Regions from separate parts of the Zea mays genome. Here region 1 is linked to region 2. Evidence: chromatin contacts called from public Hi-C data. All regions are on one chromosome and are shown on one strand. The core of a region is the stretch at or near the end of the contact, and the rest is flanking DNA. Distances in the headings are between cores, read along the strand shown.

Region 1 (6,311 bases), core at 2,178-4,677, 570 kb after region 2:
TGGAACTGAGAAAACAAACTTTATATATCCTAGGTATTTGTTTGCCAGTAATAAAAATGGAGCTTGAATATTTCATTTATTTTATGTTATTGCCACCTGCTATACCAATGTGCTAACTGTTTCTAATTGTTCTTGTTCAGTGCTGTTGACAATTTCCGAAGGCAATTTGCTAACTTGGAGGAAAATGGAGGAAAGAGTGTGGCGCACACCGCTTCATCAGACAGGAAGCATGTTTCGCTCCCAAGGTGACAGATTTTCAGGGTTCTCATTCTATGATTTAGGCTGCTATGTTCTGCTTTTCGTTAAAAAACCTTTTTTTGCCTGAATAAATTATATTGGATTCCACAGTTTCCTAGTTTTTTGGGATTAAAATGAATTAGCTTACGTTTGCATGGCCGAGTTGGTTAGGTGGTTTGAGTAGCACTCCTCAAGTCTTTGGTTCGACTATCCGTGGGAGCGAATTTCAGGTTGTGGTTAAAAAATCTCCTCGTCTGTCACACGCCAAAGCATATGTCTATGGCTCAGCCCCGGTCGCGGTCGTTCTCACACGGGCTACGGTGTCGCTGTGTATGGTGGAGCAGATATTCGGGGGGTTTCTCGACCTGTGTGAGAATGTCTTCTTAATACAATGTCTGGGGGCTGTCTTACCCCCCGCAGGTCGAGTTTTTTTAAAGAACTGGTGTTTGATGACCTTGTGATACTGTGAAATCAGAGGCTAGCAACTTAACTACTTGTTGCATTATTATTCGCTTATACTAATTATAATTTTCCATCGAAATTGACTTCTGACCGTTACTCCCTTCTATCTGCAGGACAACCACAGTTCATTCTAATCCAATCCCTCCAAATGGAACCTCCCAAGTTCCCCGAAAGATTCCCACAGGTGGTAATTTCTCCTAACGAAATATTATGTTCTTCAGGCGCCACTATCTAATGTAGTGTTATTTTCTGAAAAAAAATCAGGTAGACCAGGAAGAGTGGTTGGTTCAGTAATACCATTTGAGAACGCAACTGCTGTTGATCCATACAGCCAACGCAGGGTGGTGAGGAATCCAGTGCTTCCTCCAGCCACCTCAAACCTGTCAGCATACACCTATCACCGGAAGTCAGACAACTCAGATGGAGAACTCCAACAGGAGCTGGAAAAGGACCGCATGAAGTACCAGCCAGCACAGCGATTCATGGACAGCAAGCTAGTATCACACATGTCCCCTGACCTGAGGTCTTCCTACTACATACCAAAAGCTTTCCCAAAAGCCGACGCGGCAGATAGAGCTGCTTTGCATTCAAACATGATTCATGGAATCGCCCCTTTTAGTGGCATCGCTGCTGCAGGTGGAGGTGGCTACAACAAGGTTAATGGGGTTCAGTATGGAGTTTCTAGGATTTACTAGTTCTAGTTGCATTGACCATCTCCAGAACACCTGATCTGAGTTGAAGTAATAACATGGCGAACAGTGAAAAGATTTAGGTGCCAAAGAACTGCCATGTTGACTCCGAGCCGAAGATACGGAGCATGAAGAGTATGGTCTCCGATCTCGGATCAAGGAGGAAGTGTGACGTCAGATTGAAAAACAGATAATATTGGGCAACAGTCATGGTTCTGTTCATTGGACATAGCTTTTCGGAAAGCAATGCCATCACCCCGCGGCAACGGTAAAATAAAAGGAGAGAAAAAAAGGCAGTGCCGTCAGTTGGTTGCTGCTTATAAGAGTCAAAGGGGAGCAGAGACAATTATTACATGGAAAATTATGTACTTTGCAAGAACGGAAACATTGGGGAATAAAAAATAGTTAGTCTACGTTTACCTCTCTGTATATAAAAAAAGTGACTTGATTTTATGTATTACGGCTGGTGAGACCCGCTTCTTTAATTCAAAGCTGTGAAGTTTTGGCCTATATTTTGCTCTATAATAAAGTTCAGATTGGTACATTGAGCCTGTTTGGTATCCGGGACTAAAGATTAGTCACTCTATTTTAGTTCTATTTAGGGGATGTTTATTTGGAATTATAATCTACCCATGGTCCAATGCCAGACCCGAGAACAGCCTCTGAGACCCCTCTGGTAAGGCGGTCCAGTGCTTCCCAGTTCTACAGATTTTATTTGAACTTCTTAAAATCGTCTTCCACTGCTTCCCAGTTCTACAGATTTTATTTGAACTTCTTAAAATCGTCTTCCACTGGATTTGGCTGTTCTTAAGAGTGTTCTTATGACTTAGACAAATATATCTAGTGACTATCCAACTAGTTTAAGTCATGGATTTGGGTTGGTTTGATCTCTCTAACTTATATCCTGTTTTTAGCTCAAACTAGCTCCAAAAGAGTGAGACTTTGATTCCGACATTTTCAACCTCTCTAGATGTATCAAATATATTCTTAGTAGTATTTAGAACTTATCCAAAGTGGAGAACTATTGCTAGTTTTTCTATTCCAAAATTTACCCATAATAGGTTGGTTTTGAGCTGTTTTCTGACTTAGAAGCATATTTGTTGATCTTATGAATCTATGAACATACACTTGGCAGACTAGTTAATCCAAATACTTGTAATGGCCATTAAGCACCGAAACAATTGTAGAAATAGATTAAACCCTATTTTCCTTACACTTAGTGAGTTATGCATACGCTAGATTTATGTCTGATCCCCATAATACCAAATCTCATACTAGTTTCATGTTTTTCTACGGTGGCACCGTAGTACCGTGAAGGTAGCAACATCCACCAACACCTTGGAAGAGAATGTGTTTGGCTACCACAGGATGATTAAGGCCTATTTGTTTTAGATTAAAATATATCCAGATTATAGAATACAACTTAAATAATCTAGATAGAAACAAAACAACCAGATTATTAGGTCACACTATATAATCTAGAGGTCATATTGTCATAATCTCATAACCTCCTTAAGAAATGTTTATTTGATATTATTTTAGCAAAGGATCTACTATCCATGATAACTTTGTTTGTGCTGGATTGGTGGGTCGGAACGATTCCTAACTGGATTGCTTCTGTAATTTATATAAACTTTGATTAGCTAAAACGATTCCGAGTGCAATCCGACACAAACGAACAAGACAAATTATCCACTATTGCTGGTCCCTAAAAAATATTTATCTATTTCTTGCTCTCGCCAAGCAGCACGTAACTTAAATCAATAATCAAAGTTACAATGCCAAACAACTACATCCAAATTATTTAACCAAGATTATATAATCTAATATATAATCTATATTATATAATGTATAAGCTGAAACTAACTATATCATAAATCATGTTATCTAAGCATAACCGATACCTCACTATTACCTGTGTCTAATCTGTTGCGATTAAAAAACGGAATCACTATCATCTTCAGGATCGGATCGGGACGCCGTTACTCCTTGACTCTATCGTTCTGCCTACCCCAACAGGCCAACACTCACTCGAGTACTCGACACCGCCCCTCTGATATGGCTCAGGCACGCGTGCGCCTTACTCCGGCCGGCCGCACGCCGGCCGCCACGTTCCTCTCGGGCTCCAACCCCAGACCCGCCCACCTCACCTTCTTCCCGAAGCTTACCCCTACCTCCCTCTCCGCCGCCGCAGCTGCCAATGCGCCGCCGCCCCACATCGTCGTCGTGGGCTCCGCCAACGCCGACATCTACGTCGAGGTCGACCGTCTCCCGCTCATCGGCGAGACCGTGGCGGCCCGCGCGGGACGCAGCCTCGCGGGCGGCAAGGGCGCCAACCAGGCCGCCTGCGGTGGCCGCCTCGCGCTGGGCCCTACCTACCTCGTGGCGCGCGTGGGGGATGACGCCAACGGCCGACTCCTCGAGGGTGCCCTAGCCGACGCTGGTGGTGTCCGCACCGACCGCGTCGCCCGCGCGGCCGATGCGCCATCGGGACACGCCGTCGTCATGCTCATGCCCGACGGGCAGAACTCCATTATCATCGTGGGCGGGGCGAACATGGAGGGCTGGGCGGCGGGGATCGGTTCGGAGGACCTGGAATTGATCCGAAAGGCAGGCGTGCTGCTGCTGCAGAGGGAGATACCCGATTGGGTCAACGCGCAGGCTGCCCAGGTGCTTTTTACCTATCTTAGATTGGTTTGGCACACAAATTTTCTTTATAATAAAAAAGGTACTGTCCGATTATTTTTGATATGATAGGGTAATGCAGCTTGGAGCGCCACAGTTTAGGGACTGTTTTAAACCCCTAGAGCTAAGTTGCATTGAAAGGATAAGGGGCGATACTGTCTTGCTGATTTTAGTTGGCCCAACCCAGCTAATGAACTAATTGTTAGTCGGGGGTCCAGCTAACAATTAGCTGAAGCTTTAGCTGGACTGTTTGGAACCCCTACAGCTAATTTTAGCTACTAGCAATTATCTGTATAGGTTCCAAACAGGCCATTAGTTATGCTGTAACTTTTTAGGCAGCTGTTTGGTTTCTTACCATAATTATGGTGTGCCACACTCTCATAGCCCCCTGCCCCACACGTGATAGGCTTACTTTCATGCCAAACTTTGATTTTGCTGGCCACACATTTTGTAGCAACCACAGTTTGCCAAAGGTCAGGCGTGGCAAACTACAGCATCAACCAAAGATGAGATATATATATTTGAGAATGAAGCAGCAATTTACTGAATGTTTTCATTATTTGATGTTTCAGTATTCGGTTTTCGAAATTTGGGGAGATATAGTGGCTGTGTCATGTGGGGTCACCACTACACTCACAAGCGCGACGCCAGGAACATATCCAGCATGATGTAGGCGTGATCTGCACTATGTCATCATGCAGATCACCATGCAGCGGGACTAGGCACGATCTGGCACAATAAACGTCCCTAGAAGACCAGTAATCACCATGTAGTCTTTCGTTTAGGAAAGCAGGATTTGCTGCCTTGACTCTAGGGGCCCGCAAGCCCAGCCGTCACCATTCACCATGCAGCCTTTTCATTTAGGGAAACAAGATTTGTGTCGTTGAAGAATTGAACCCAAAACCTGTCTTTTATCACCAGCACCTTCCTACCACTACAGAACACTCATTTGTGACTATATAACTCGGCCGATGGGGAAAGATAGCCCCCACTGTTAAGAACAAGCTTAACCGGAAGGTCCTGGGTTCGAGCCCCAGCCTCTGCATATTATGCGGGTAAGGCTTGACGCTTAAAGATACCTTTCCCCAGACCCCGCACAGTGTGGGAAGCCTACGACACTGGGTACGCCCTTTAACAAGCTCAAATTGAGCCCGACCGAGAAAGGTCACAAAAGTTGGCTCCCCTTGCATCATGAGGGTCCGCGGTCCGCCCCCTTATAGGTCAGTTCTTTAATCCATGCTTGAGCCCCCTAGCCCCTACACGAGGATACACCCCCTATAGGTCAGTCTGTTTCGTATGCACAAAACCAGGAACCAGCGAGTGACCTTTTTTTAACACCAGCCTAAAATTCACTCTGATTGGGAATTGAACCCAAGAGTTGAGGAGTGCTACAAGATCCATCTAACCAACTCAGCTAGAGGCCCGTTCACATTTGTGACTATATATAATATGCTATCTTTTTTATATCAACATTTCAAAGTCTTATATTGAATATTTTAGCTACAAAGTTTAAAATCTTGCCAAGCGCTATAAATTTGGTATAGGATGTCTCTCCATCCAGGATTTTTTTGAAAAAAAAAATCAAAATATTGAATATGAAAAATATGTGAATTTAAACCAAATATTCGAGACTCTAAATGGCTTCAAATTAAAAAAAAAATTAGCAACAACAAACATGTATCGCAAGTCAGCCACTACACTTTAGTATTAAGTATGTGAACACTCAACGTCGTTTAGGAATTCTAAATTTGAAAATTTGAAATGTATATACTTTGAACACAAATTTGGGACTCTAAACAGCTTCAAATAAAAAGTTTTCAACTACAAAGTTGTAGACTACATTGAGAACTATAACTTTCGTATGGATCATGTCGCATCCGAGATTGTTTGATAATTTTAAATTTTAAAACCTGTGAACTTACAACAATATTTTGGGACCGTAAACAGTTTCTAATCAAAATAATCCACTATTTTTTTAAACAAATGGCAGGAGCTCTGCCTTTCAGTTATGAAGAATTAGAAGTTTTATGTACAAGGGTAGTCAAACTCAAACCACATGATGCCTACGTAACATGTCATTAGAAAGGTTAATCCACCCACATGACGCAAAAAAGCACAAAACTACTGTCAGTCATTGTTGCCGAGCATGGTTGCAAAGCAGTCAACAACTTCGACTTCCCTATGGTAGACACCAAACTAAACCCACCCTATTGATGTCGGGCAGACAAGCCAGAAGCA
Region 2 (6,450 bases), core at 1,819-4,318:
CATTGAGAATAACTTACACTGTAGCTTAGAATTGTTAGATACGTGTGTGACAATATGTCAAGTTATCATCTCAGAACTTCAACCAGAGTCTTTCACCTGCTTTAACTTTGTTATGACACTTTGCCATGCCTTTAACTTTGATTGATGAAAAATGCTGGATTCTTGTAGGTTATGTTACCAGAGGCTGTTGCAATTGTGGTCGCACCCACAGATCCAACCAGGCAAGTGTTCTTTGCTAATAAATACTACACTTGTGTTACTTGTACATAAAATGGCTGGCATACATCTGCAGTTCCTTTGTTCTTAATTTCTTTTGCTCCTACATTCTGGTTCTGGGTAAACTTATATAACGTAATCTGAAAATGCCCTATTTGTTTCTCAAATTTTTCAGGAGTTACGGAATATTCAGGCTGACTGAACCTGGAGGGATGGATGTTCTTAGGGAGTGTGACGAAAGTGGGTTCCACACTCACCGAGAGACAACCAACGGCAGCCCAATCTATGAAACCTGCTCGAAAGTGCACTTCAATCCCAACTTGCGGTTTGAGATTGTCGACCTGCGCTCGGCTCAATGATCAATGGGACTAAAGCTATGGCAGCACGTGCTCCCTTGTGCTCCCTCTTGGCAGAAGTATATACCATAGAGCTTGCTGACGATGCGTGATAGGTATAGTGACAGCGCCAAGCCGGAACCAAGATGCTCATGTTACTTATCTGACATCTGCGCTGGTATTTGTCAAAGAAAAGGAGTAACTGAAAACTAGCACTGGTTATCTTGTCTGTTCGGCCAGCCTTTGAGTTGGTATTTTAAGTAATACTGTATATAACATACAACTGGGGCAAAACACACACACACACTATTAACTTGGTCTGGGATGTGATTGTAACGTAGCGCAATAGCGCTTGACTGTTTCTGTGGCACTGCCAATTTACTTACTAATTGTCAGTGACTGGAGTATGAAGAAATACATTAATTTGGCAGTTCCTTACTAAACCAATTCTCTATTTCTACTATTCTATATGGCTTATATGGCTCTACTGTGGGCGTCCATACCTTAACTGGTGAAGCACGCCCTTGCCTTGTCTCCTCGTCGCACTATCCACCGCGATCTAGTTCTCCTCGGCGTGGCGCAGATCTCCTCGGTGCGGTTTAGATCGGCACGATCCACTCCCCCACCCATCTGCTCTCCATCGGCGCGATCCACTCCCGTGTCGCTGTCCACTCCCTCACCCATCGGCGCGATCCCCTCCCGTGTCGCAGCACAGATCTCCTCCTCGGCGTGCAAATCCGGCTGTCCTCGCCCCACTTTCCTCTCTCGCCGCAATCCCTGCTCTCTCTCGCCCGGATCGCTGCCCCAGAATCCCATCCGTGTTCGCGCTCTCCAGAATCCCATCCACTCCCCAAAATCCCATCCGCGTCCGCGCACTCCATGGCGAGTCCTCCGCCCTCCGCTCGGATCACGCCCCAGCCTCCATGGAAGGGGAGTCCTCTCGATCAGACTCCGCGTCCGCAATCCCATCCGAATCTGTCTCGTTTCGTCGCAATCCCTCTCGATCCACGTCTGTGCTGTCCATGGAAGGAGAATCAGACGCTCCAGCCTCCATGGAAGGGGAGTCCTCTCGATCCGCGTTCTCGCTCTCCAGAGAAGGGGAATCCTCCCCCCTCTAACCTCGCCCTATATCTCCCTTGCCACCGACCGGCCTTGCCCCACCATCGGCGACACCCACCCCCCTTCAATCCACTAACCTTCCATGGAGAGTGCGGGTGAGAAGTTTCCATCGACGGCATCATCGGGTATGCGCCTATAAAATGTCAAGTGTGTACCATGTTAAAATAGGACCTATATTTAAGTCCTAAAAATTAAAATAGGACCTAATTTAAAATGTTTAGAACCAAAAAAACATTAACAACTCCAATAGTTAAATACTATACCATGTTATTAGGAAATAAATCATATTATTTAGAAAATAAAAGATTATGATTATTGCACTAAATGAGGATAGTGCTCCAGTATACGAGGGGTCCTATGTTTAGAACCTAAGGCATCGGGTCCTATAATTGTTTGATGATTTTTTGTGAAACATGACCTCTGCTGGAGCAGGTTTTGGTGTTGGGGTCTTATATTTCAAAATTTTGACCAAGAAAAATAGGACCCCATTTAAGACTCTTGTTGGAGATGCTCTAAAGAGTATTAATTAGTGCGAATAAGGACTATATTACCCCTATTAATTAGGGGTTGCCCGGTGCACATAGAAAGTGGGGAGGACAATGGAGTTAAAATCATACCTTAGTCCCTTTTAGTTACCCCTTAATGACTAAAGAATTAAAGTTTAGTCACCTCTACTTTGAACCCTATTTGTTTTTTCAGAACTAAAATTGACTAGTTACTCCAAACCAAACAGGCCTTAGAGAGTGTTTGGTTTATAGGGACTAATTTTTAGTCCCTTTATTTTATTTCATTTTAGTCCCTAAATGGTTAAATATAAAAACTAAAACTCTAATTTAATTTTCGTATTTGATAATTTAGGGAGATAATGTAGAGAGTAAAATTAGATAAAATGGAGGTACTAAAAATTATAAACTAAACACCTTTTAGTCTATCTCGCCACGTGAAAAGTCATGCAAATGCAAAAATATCGCTCGCACGACGTTATATCATAATGCATGTGTCTACAATAGATCATACATCTCACAGGGGACAAAATACTCGTGAGAAGAGGGGCTATGTAAATTTGTACACTCTCTTTACAAGAGGCAAAATACATATAAGAGAGGTTATGTAAATTTATACACCCTCTCTCCTTCAATATATAATTTAATCGGGTAATGGAGAATAAGTATTGTTTATTGAGATGGTATTGTTTAGGTGTTGGAGAAACACAGTTTTATATGTTAATACTACACTCATACACTGCTCACTATGCAACTATTCTATTGTTTGAGATAGCTTTTATAAATCCGAAGATACAATTGCAATTAGAAGGAAAGCCCAGGGGTTAGCCACTCACACCGTTCGTTTCGTATATCTGTCTCCCTCTCCCCATCTTATCACAACGGCACTCCATCGCCTCATCTTATCCGCCGGCCTCCTCACGCCGTCGCTGCTGCCTGCTCACTCCCCACTCCCGACTCCCCGACGCACGAGCTCCCAGGAGTTAGCCATGGCCTCCACCACCCTCTCCTCCGCCTTCAGCCTCCTCTCCCGCCCCTCCACCTCCCCGTGCCCCGCCGTCTCGCTCCCGAGGTCCTCCTTCCCCGTGCCTGACAGCCGCCGGAGACGCCGCGCCGTCACCGTCGCGTCCACCGCCACCGAGTCCCCCAAGGTCTTGGAGCTCGGGGACACCATTGCCGGGCTCACTCTCGAGGAGGCCCGCAACCTTGTTGACCACCTCCAGGAGCGGCTCGGCGTCACAGCTGCGGCCTTCGCGCCGGCCGCCGTCGTCGCAGCGCCTGGGGCGGGCGGCGGGGCCGCGGCCGAGGAGGAGGCCCCCGTTGAGAAGACGGAGTTCGACGTAGTAATTGAAGAGGTGCCCAGCAGCGCGCGTATCGCCACTATCAAGGTGGTGCGCGTGCTCACCAGCCTCGCGCTCAAGGAGGCCAAGGACCTTATCGAGGGCCTTCCCAAGAAGCTTAAGGAGGCCGTCAGCAAGGACGAGGCCGAGGATGCCAAGAAGCAGCTCGAGGAGGTCGGCGCCAAGGTGTCTATCGTGTGACACTAGGTATACTGACTCCTTTTTTTTTTCTTCTTTTTTTTTTAAATTTCTTTCTTTGATCTTTGCCTCCCAATCTTTTGTGTATCCCCATTGTCGTTTATAAGGAATTGCTGTTTGATGATATGAATTCAGTGTGAATGTGACATGCTTAAAACTGGTAATGTAGATTTGCCTTGTTGGCACTATCATTACTTCATGACGGTGAACAATAGGGCATTTTGCTTTCCTTATTCTGTTGCTTGCAATTGCTAGTAGCCTTTGTAGTGGGTTGCATTGTATTCGTTATTATTCGTTACAAATGTCATCTAAAAAATTGTCTGTAAGAAAGGTACTACAAACGTTTTCTATTTGATTATACTTTCATTTAATGTGTATTCTTCCTTTTATAATTTGTTTCCATACATTTAGCATCTAAGAGATCAAAACTGTTTTCTCTCGTATCTAATAAACAGAATACCCCGCCGCGTCGTACGCTGGTCTGGCTGAGGCCACGCGCCCACGCCTTCTGTTGGTCTGTGCAAAAGCCGTTTGGTCTCTATTTGCATGCCGATGCCGTCGCGTTAGCTGTTCAACCTCGGTTCGGAAAGATAACAGAATACCCCGACCCTTGCGCGTTGCGGACTTGCGCCTACCCTATATAATAAACCGATCTACGCTGTGCCTCCATCAAATAAACACTTGCATCTACGTATTGTTAGCTAGCTGGCTCTCGACAAGACAAGGTGATCAAGGGACGACGACTACAGCGCGCGCAAGCCGTCCGTGTCCTCTCCTCCCTGCCGGCGCCGGCGCAATGACGTTCGCGTACGACACGGACGTCGTCATGGACGACGGCACCATCATCAAAACTACCGTCACCAACTCCGGCGACGCCACCAAGCTCTTCCTCCGCGAGGTGCGCCAGACCAGAAAGCCCCTGATCGTGGGTCTGGACACCGAGTGGCGCGTCATTCGCCGACAGGGCCGGCGCCCGCGCAACCGGATGGCCGTGCTGCAGCTCTGCGTGGGCCACCGCTGTCTGGTCTTCCAGATAGTCGCGGCCGACTATGTCCCGGCCGCGCTGAAAGCCTTCCTCGCCAGCCCGCAGCACCGCTTCGTCGGCGTCGTGGTCGACGTCGACGTAGAGCGCTTGCGCTGCGACTGCAACATTGTGGTCAATAACACTGTAGACCTGAGGTATGCCGCGGCCGACGTGCTCGGCCGGCCGCACCTCAGGACGGCGGGGCTCAAGATCCTCGCCCGCGAGGTGATGGGAGTGGAAATAGAGAAGCCGAAGCACCTGACCTGTAGCGAGTGGGACAGACCTCTGTCGCAGGCGCAGGTCCGCTACGCTGCCATTGACGCCTTCGTGTCATACGAGGTTGGCCGGCTGGTGCTCACCAGGGAGCACGCGCAAGATGCGGCCTTCACCGGTGCAATGACGATATTGCCGTCGCAGTTGCCGTAAATGTGCATAGTTTTACTTAGTTAGTGTAGGGATTGTTTACATGGTGTATCTCGCACATTTATTCATTGGTTTAAAGAAAATTTGGATTCTTATGTTTTTTTTATTTTGTATCTGTACATTGGTCCTCCACACAAGTTCTTCGCCTCGACCGTTAAAGCTGATAATGATCTGGGCTTCAACCCGGTTTATGCGGAATTTGTTTCTGTTTTGGGCTAATCCAGTTTGGTTTGTTAGAGCAACTCCAGCAGTTGTCTAAAAGACTTCCTAAATCAATAATTTAGCTAGTTAATATAAAAACTCATCTCCAACAGTTATCTAAATAAACTTTCTAAATTTAACAACTCATTATCTTAGAGCAACTCCAATAGTTATGTAATTTTTAGCTCTCTAAATCACAGATTTAAGAAGTTGCTAAATAACTTTAGGAGTAAAAAAATGTGAGTTCTCCAATAGTTCTCTAAATATAGGTTGTAGTTTTGTTTTTGTATCTATCCACATAAAAAAATAAAGTCACAAATGTCATTAATTACCTTCATTATCTATATAATGCAGTAAACATTTTTTTAGAGAGTTGCTAAATGGTTGCCAAATGTAGAGAGGAAATAAAGTTAGATGAGAAGTTGTTAAATTTAGAAAGTTTATTTAGAGAACTGTTGGAGATGAATTTTTGTGTTAACTCCTTAAATTGTTGATTTAGGAAGTCTATTAGAGAATTACTGGAGTTGCTCTACTCATTTTCTCTCTACATTTGGCAACCATTTAGCAACTCCCTAAACAAAAATGTTGACTGCGTTATGTAGTTAATGAAGGTAATTGATGACATTTGTGACTTATTTTTTTGATGTGGATAGATACAAAACAAAATTACAACATATATTTAGAGAACTATTGGAGAACTCACATTTTTTTACTCCTAAAGTTGTTTAGCAACTTCTTAAATATATGATTTAGAGAGCTAAAATTTATATAACTATTGGAGTTGCTCTTAGGGCTAGTGTATAAAATAGATTAGTCTGGCGGCATGCTCTAGCGGCGGCGAGGGACACAAGAGAACGGCCGGGAAAGGTAGCGAAGTACACCTTACAAGAGAACGGCCGGGAAAGGTAGCGAAGTACACCTTTGTCCACCATGGATAATCAAGAAAGTAGCCATGAAGGATATTGTCTATAATGGGTAACGAAGAAAGTACGTGGATCATTGCATCAGCCAATCTGACTTAACACATATCTAAACCCCTGTAGGCCCAGTCCGGTTAGGTTGGATTGGGGATAGAAACTATTCCAGCCTAT

What was found. Hi-C and Micro-C count contacts between places; a contact is called where the count stands out from the background.
Region 1: a contact with region 2 is called in a Hi-C map of leaf, with 4 times the contacts expected there. The contact joins the promoter of LOC100283183 here to the promoter of LOC107275245 in region 2. A contact is called at or near these places in 3 of 25 Hi-C or Micro-C datasets (bundle sheath, ear and leaf).

Annotation. Positions count from the first base shown.
Region 1 is chr8:152,929,663-152,935,973 of Zm-B73-REFERENCE-NAM-5.0, forward strand. LOC100283183 (ribokinase) reads left to right here and starts at 3,428. Exons shown (of 5, transcript NM_001353327.1): 1 at 3,428-4,058. The coding sequence starts at 3,447. It overlaps LOC103636141 (mitogen-activated protein kinase 8-like), which reads left to right. Exons shown (of 10, transcript NM_001301575.1): 7 at 1-33; 8 at 141-245; 9 at 813-883; 10 at 964-1,897. The coding sequence ends at 1,394.
Region 2 is chr8:152,355,564-152,362,013 of Zm-B73-REFERENCE-NAM-5.0, forward strand. It overlaps LOC107275245 (50S ribosomal protein L7/L12, chloroplastic-like), which reads left to right and starts at 3,069. Exons shown (of 1, transcript NM_001320551.1): 1 at 3,069-3,834. The coding sequence starts at 3,163. The coding sequence ends at 3,714. LOC100191225 (AMSH-like ubiquitin thioesterase 2) reads left to right here. Exons shown (of 9, transcript NM_001136659.1): 8 at 169-221; 9 at 392-991. The coding sequence ends at 575. LOC100280337 reads left to right here and starts at 4,380. Exons shown (of 1, transcript NM_001320549.1): 1 at 4,380-5,263. The coding sequence starts at 4,508. The coding sequence ends at 5,161.